Regions from separate parts of the Ctenopharyngodon idella genome. Here region 2 is linked to region 1. A link is a contact called in public Hi-C data. All regions are on one chromosome and are shown on one strand. Each heading gives the region's core, a stretch centred on a gene start, on an enhancer-like site or on the middle of the called end of the contact. The rest is flanking DNA. Distances are from core to core; before and after follow the strand shown. Region 1 holds the start of LOC127522218 (syntaxin-10). Region 2 holds the start of zgc:162816.

What was found. A called contact is a pair of places that touch in the nucleus more often than the background predicts.
Region 2: a contact with region 1 is called in a Hi-C map of muscle, with 5 times the contacts expected there. The contact joins the promoter of zgc:162816 here to the promoter of LOC127522218 in region 1. A contact is called at or near these places in 2 of 2 Hi-C or Micro-C datasets (both in muscle).

Annotation. Positions count from the first base shown.
Region 1 is chr11:23,902,019-23,905,629 of HZGC01, reverse strand. It overlaps LOC127522218 (syntaxin-10), which reads right to left and starts at 2,199. Exons shown (of 8, transcript XM_051911912.1): 1 at 2,050-2,199; 2 at 1,360-1,529; 3 at 1,127-1,221; 4 at 960-1,022; 5 at 761-862. The coding sequence starts at 2,084.
Region 2 is chr11:24,106,343-24,109,840 of HZGC01, reverse strand. zgc:162816 reads right to left here and starts at 2,159. Exons shown (of 6, transcript XM_051912786.1): 1 at 1,415-2,159; 2 at 992-1,150; 3 at 1-203. The coding sequence starts at 1,140.

The sequences.
Region 1 (3,611 bases), core at 950-3,449:
CAGCTTTGTAATGGCATTGAATTGTGCCCGAGTTTTTGAAGCTCCAAAAAGTGCATCCATCTATCATAAAAGTAATCCATACGACTTCAGTGGGTTAATAAAGGCCTTCTGAAGTGAAGCGATGGGTTTTTGTTAGAAAAATATCCATATTTTTTAAAACTTTATAAACTATAATCACTGGCACGACAGAATCGAGTTCCGGTGGAAGGGTGACCTCTGACTCGCGAAAACCACGTAACTCTCTCGTGAACACGTGTACGGCCACTGCCGGAAGCCAGTGATTATAGTTTATTATGTTTTAAATTTAGATATTTTTCTTACAAAAACCCATCGCTTCACTTCAGAAGGCATTTATAAACCCACTGGAGTCATATGGATTACTTTTATGATGGATGGATGCACTTTTTGGAGCTTCAAAAACTCTATTACTACTACTACTACTACTACTACTACTATTTAACGCCATTACAAAGCTGGGAAGAGCCAGGATATTAACTCTGATTGTGTTTCGGCTGAACAAAGAAAGTCATATACACCTAATAGGATGGCTTGAGGGTGAGTAAATCATGGGATAATTTTCATTTTTGGGTGAACTATTCCTTTAAGTATCTGAACTACTTGGCATTAAAAGGTCACATTTCCTTGTTTTCTGTGAAGCTTATAAGATGCTCTTTGGAATATTCTCAAATAATACTGGATAAGAAAAGAATACTTTCACTGATAACAAAAAAGTGAAATGTTTCGACATCCTGTCTTTTACCTGCTGCTGTTCCTGTTGCTCCTGAATGTATCTGGAGTTTGCAGACACCAGGTGAGGCTCCAGACCGGCATAACGATCCTTTGCTGTGGTCCCCAGCAGAGCCTGTCAGACATGAACGCAGTGCTACTGTCACTAGCAAACATGACCATATGAATCCATTCACAGTTATTTTAATTGAATAAATGAATAAATCACTCACTTGTTTGTTTTTCTTCTCTGCTTGGGCCACAGCTGAGGGACTAGAGAGCTGCTCCTTCATCAGCTACACACAGATACACACTCATGCATATGAAAACAATAAGACTACACCAAAAAATTAAATCATATATATATATATATATATATGAACAGGACAGTGATTGACACCTGCACAGAATTCCGTGTTCGCTCCACAAAGTCCCGCCTCTCCTGGAGTTCATGTTCCCCTAAACGGAACTTTCCAGGGTTTGCCTCCACAATACCTGATGCTGTCAAGGATTATAACAAGTTCTGCTTACATATATTACCATCCAAAAGTTTGAGGTCAGTAACACAGTATTTAAGGTATCGTCATTCTGATATTTGAAGGCATCATGGGGCTTTGGTTTATGGCAGGATACTGATGGTTTCATGCAGGTCCTCTAGGTCCCAGTCGATGGCCCTGAGGCAGTTTCGGAGTTCATTGGTGCTCCAGTCCAGCTCATCACGGCTGACGGGGGTTTCTTCCTGTAGCAGCTCCTCCCAGCGCTCAAACAGCCCCTGTGCTTTGGACAGGGCCTTCTGCACCTCCCTGCCAGATAGAGGAGCAAACTGTCAAAACCTTTCAACTTGAAAGGAATGAAAGGTGTTTATCAGTAGCAAACAACTTTTACATAAGTACTATGCCAGTGGTAGTTACTGTCATGTTGGGGTGATGTCTTGAACAACGAGCACGTATGATTAATTTGTGGTTTGTATCTGTACATTAAATGAATGGCAGAGACACACAAACACATGCAACATAAATCAGTGTTTACAGTCCAGTCAACACAAGCCATAATATAAAATGTCTCTGACTTCTTTAGACTTAATTTAACCTTCCATATCACTAAAACGCAACTAAAAAGACATCTGTATTTCTGTTCATTAGGGCAGTTTATTAGTAAAGTCACATGGAAACATTAATAATATTAACATTAACTGGGGTTCCAGGTAGTGAAGAAGATGCTTCACTAACCCTTAACTTAACCTGTCAATATCAAACCCGCGTCGTTTAGACAAAGACGAAAGACAGATATTAAGGCATGGAAGAGGAAGATAACTTTTCTTACCCTTTAACCACGAAAAAAGGATCTTCCATCGACATATTAGCCCCTCTGGTTTAGGAGCTACGTGAAGTCAACGGCAAGATGGATTGTGTACGCACGCACAAGTTTTCAAAATAAAAGTCCCTTAGCGCTACTCTGGTCGTTATGTATGTATCAATGACTATTGAGATATAAAACAAACATATTCCACAGCATGTTCCAACATTAACTGAAATTATTCAGATGCCCACTAGAATGTTTTTATTACAAATATACCATTTCATTTGATATTCTCTTTATTTAATCAAAAATGGTAAGCACGTAAAACTGATTACACTATTTTAAAGGATTAGTTCACCCAAAAATGAAAATAATGTAATTTATTATTCACCCTCATGTCGTTCTACACCCGTAAGACCTTCGTTCATCTTCGGAACACAAATTAAGATATTTTTGATAAAATCCGATGATATTGTTGAAAAGTTGTTATTTTGTTGTTGTTTTTTTTGGTGCACAAAAATTATTCTCGTCGCTTTATAATATTAAGGTTGAACCACTGAACTCACATTAACTGTTTTAAATATGTCTTTAGTACCTTTCTGGATCTTGAGAGGTTCAGTGACATTGCTGGCAATAGAGGCCTCACTGAGCCATCGGATTTCATCAAAAATGTCTTAATTTGTGTCTTACGGGTGTAGAACGACATGAGGGTGAGTAATAAATGACATAATTTTCATTTTTGGGTGAACTTACCCTTTAAGGTGTCCTTGTTACAGTGTAATTACATGATAAGTACTGAATAATATTAAATAACAACATGTACTTACATTGGGTTTAATTTAGGGTTAGTTTCGTGTAATTATGGGCAAATTACTGTTATTGCCCTGGTAAGTACATGTACTTACATCAGGAAACTGTCAAATAAAGTGTTATTAGATGGTCTTTTTAAATAATATGGTTGCTTTTTATTTAGCCTATTTATTTATTGCATAAGAAAGACATCAGTTATAATAATTTGGCTATACAAAACTGTCGAGAAAAAAAATGAAATAAAATAATTAAATTGCATTCATTCTAAGTAGTCATTAATTAACCAGCAGATAATCATGCTTTATATTTCATGAGATATTATATTAAAATTAGACTAAAGAGCACACACTGTGTCTAAAGCTCTGTGTCTGACCAAAAAGGCAATATATAAATTCTTTATTGAATGTATGTTGATATATAGGATACTTATAGTCAAACTCTGACTAATGGCCCAATTTTTATTATGTTAAAGAAAATATCAAAAGTTTAAGTCATCTTAATGTTTAAGCACAAGCTTCCAAAGCACATTTTCCTGACTTATATGTAAAATAAAACCTAACAATGATAATATGTAACAACAATGTGTAATTTTGCAGAGAAATAATGCACTAATGCAATAATGTCTTTAAATAACCTTGATTGAGAAAACAAAGCAGATCCTCTTTGAATCAGCTGCATGATGCATTACCTCATCTGTGACTCTCTCAGTAAGTAGAAATGGCATATTTTTAGCATTGTTTGTCACTCATTTCCAAAACAGGGCTGTTAGCACACCT
Region 2 (3,498 bases), core at 910-3,409, 200 kb before region 1:
GTAGGGCAAGGCGGTTGTCCACTACGATGTGGAATAGAGAGAGTCTCTCAGATAGCTCAGCACAGCGCTCCACTTTATCAAATGGCAGTGGGTATGCATACAGTATATCATCATAGCCATTATCAGCATAGAATGACGCCTCAGCTAGAGTAGAAACCACAATACAACGACGAGAGCCTCCTGTCATGATGTCCGCACATTCCCTGGAAACAACAGACGTGACATTCATGATGAAAAAACAATGATTAAATAATTAAATGTAAAAAAATTACATAATTTTTCATTGTTAGCTCATGTAAAGTAATGTTAACAAATGGTACCTTAATAAAAAAGTGATAAAAAGTTGTTTTAATAGTTAATGATGACATCAGAATTTTTATTTTGAGGTAAAATGTTCATTTGTTCAAATATTTTGTTTTCATTTTTAATAGTGCATCTATTGTTTAATCATTTAAAACTTTTATTTGAGAAAAGTGTACTATTTTTTTTTTTCAAATAAATGCCATTTGGTTTGATATTTTGTTATGTAATAAAAGATACTGAAATGTTTTAAGTGCCTTTAAAGGGATAGTTCACCACAAAATGAAAATTCAGTCATATTTTCTCACTCTCAAGTTGTTCCAAACATGTATGTGTTTCTTTCTCCTGCTGAACACAAGATATTATGAAGAATGTCGGTAACCAAACAGTTAATGATTCATTGGGGAAAACAAACACCATGGAAGTCAATGGGGACCATTAACTGTTTGGTTACCAACATTCTTCACAATATCTTCTTTTGTGTTCAGCAGAAGAAAGAAATTCATACAGGTTTGGAATGACATGAGAGTGAGTAAATGATGACAGAATTTTCATTTTTGGGTGAACTATCCCTTTAAGTGTCTAAATACTAGAAACAAAATTACTAGTAACCAGTGAATTATAGTTCATATTATTTTGCAAGCAAGATGTTTGAGCGTTGAGGCTGGTGTTGTTGACAGGAGAATCTTACAGTGTTTTGTGTGTTTTCATGTGAGGACGGAGCTGGACCCCTAGCTTCTGGAAGCGCTCCCGCATGCCTTCAGCATTTCTTTTCACTTTATCCAGGTCAATAACCAGCGCTGGAGTACAAAGGTCTTTGATGAATTCAACACTGGCCATTATCCAAAAACTAAAACAAATAAGATACCATAACACATTTAATGGAAATGGAAACCTGCAGAGCTGTAACAAGATGCAGGATAGTGCAGATAACATAAAGGTAACAATTTTGAAATCATATAATCTCAACTCCTTAAAGCATTTAATTACAGTTGTAAATAAATAAATAAATAAAAATCGCGTAAACAAGAGATTGATTTATCAAAGTTGCACGTGTCAAAAAGTGATGTTAAACTGATAATAAACTTTAAATCTCAGATTTTCTTTGACTCACCATAAACCGTGACTCAAATTCTGATCAATGAGTGTGAGAGTGTGAAGCCAGAATCAACACAGCGACCAAAGATATGACAAACTGCAATTTTCAACCTAAAAGTTCCTGACGAGATTTAGGGAAAATATATTGTTTCTTGGACCAAGGGAAAAATATTGTCCATATGGTTGATTTTTTTATTAAAACTAACACATTTCGACGCCTTTTTTCCATTATCGTTTATTTTTGCTACTTTTTTTTTTTTTTAATTAACTTAATGTATAGGCCTAGATGTTATTGCTTTGCCCTCGTCCCAAAAACACTTCCTACTTCAAACTATTAAAATCTATCACAAAATATGAATTATTATATTATTAATATTGTGTAGACTGTTAGATGAACAGGCCAGGATTATTTTGTATGTTTATTTTTTACTTTTGTGTATTTATAATAATTTGTATTGTCTTTGTTGCATAAGTCGTTATAAAAGATAACAATATATCTTATGCTTTTTGATGCAGGTGATAGATCTTTAAAATACCTCCACATTTGTAGCACTGGTTTGGCTGAATGTGTAAGAACACTGAACAATGTCTAATCCAATGTCCCAGATGAACTTTTTGTTGCTCATTAAAGTGGATTATTTCGAAGTCAGTTAATAAAATGGCTAATTAAGGCATGTAGTCATTAACACTAATCCCTCTTCTCCCACTTGGATAAAATCCTCAATTACCAGAGCCGCGTCAGAGTATCGGAAAGACCTTTAGGCCTGTTTTCACTTTATCCCTTGTTGTCTTTCAAGAGAGTAGAGTTCTGTGGCGCAAAGTTGAAGGCTACATGAATTCTCCACCTCCAATCTTTTCAGACAATTCTGGCTGTTGTGGTAATGCTTCTATGATATGATTTCACATTCCAGTCGTATATTAGGCATATACAATTTTTCAGAAGTATGTTTTTGAAACAAGTCTGCATTTAAGATTGTGAAATATATTTTATAATTTAAAATAAGAGTTTTCTATTTTAACATATTTTAAAATGTAATTTGTTCCTATGATGGAAAGGCTGAATTTTCAGCAGCCATTCAACAGCTGCTGATGGAACTGCAACGTCGACCGGAAGTAAACTGTCAACTGCCGTAGCTAAAGAACACAAAAATGTGTAAGCTAAGCAACAACAGAGGACGGCTCAACGGATCAGTTAATCATTTGACATAGAAAAAAAATTAATTACATTTAAATAAAAGCAAGAGAATGGTTGCTTTTGGCATTAAATTACATACAGATACAATTAAAATGCCACATAACCATAAAACATAACATTTACTTATCTAAACTGTCACGTATTATCGACTACGGCAAATCAGCTGTTCAGTAGAACGTCAAGTAGTAGTGATGCAAAAATTTGAGAAAATGAGATCCAGGCAGTCCAGCAATGATTATGTCAGAGATCAAATTTGAATAAGGAATAACAAATTTATTAGTTAAACAAATTATAGAGACAAACAAATTAAGTAATTAATAGTTAATAATAAAATCTAGAGTATTGTATCTAACAGATGAAGATCATAATATAGAGAAAGAAGGAACAAAATTAAGACATTTGCAGAATGAAATGAGAGGCAGAAGAGAAGAAGCAGAAGATGCAGAAGAGATGCGAGAAGCAAAAGGGCAAAGAAAAAGCTAAACTATCAAAGACCCAGTCTGTTTTATACCAAAAGCATAGGAAAACTTACATCCCACTCAAACTTATGTTTTGGTCTAATGAGAAAAGGTCAAACAGATTTATCCATTATGTCATAGTTGGTGTAACGGCTAGGTCAGAGTGACTGGTCCAATGTCAAAGATAGATGAAAATAGATAAGGTGTTGTTTTGACACCCTTAAGGGAATTTTGCAGGTCTTGCATTATCACATGTCTGTAGAAATAGAAACGGACATATTTTGATACAAAGGTACATCAAGTTCAAATGAGCATCTAATTCCAAAAACATTGCTTCTGCAGTACTTGGCAGGTGTCCAATATCTAACCACAAATGTGTCAACATGACCTGTCACATTGGAACACTTTGAAGAACAATTGAATATAGCAAGCATACATACTCTTAAA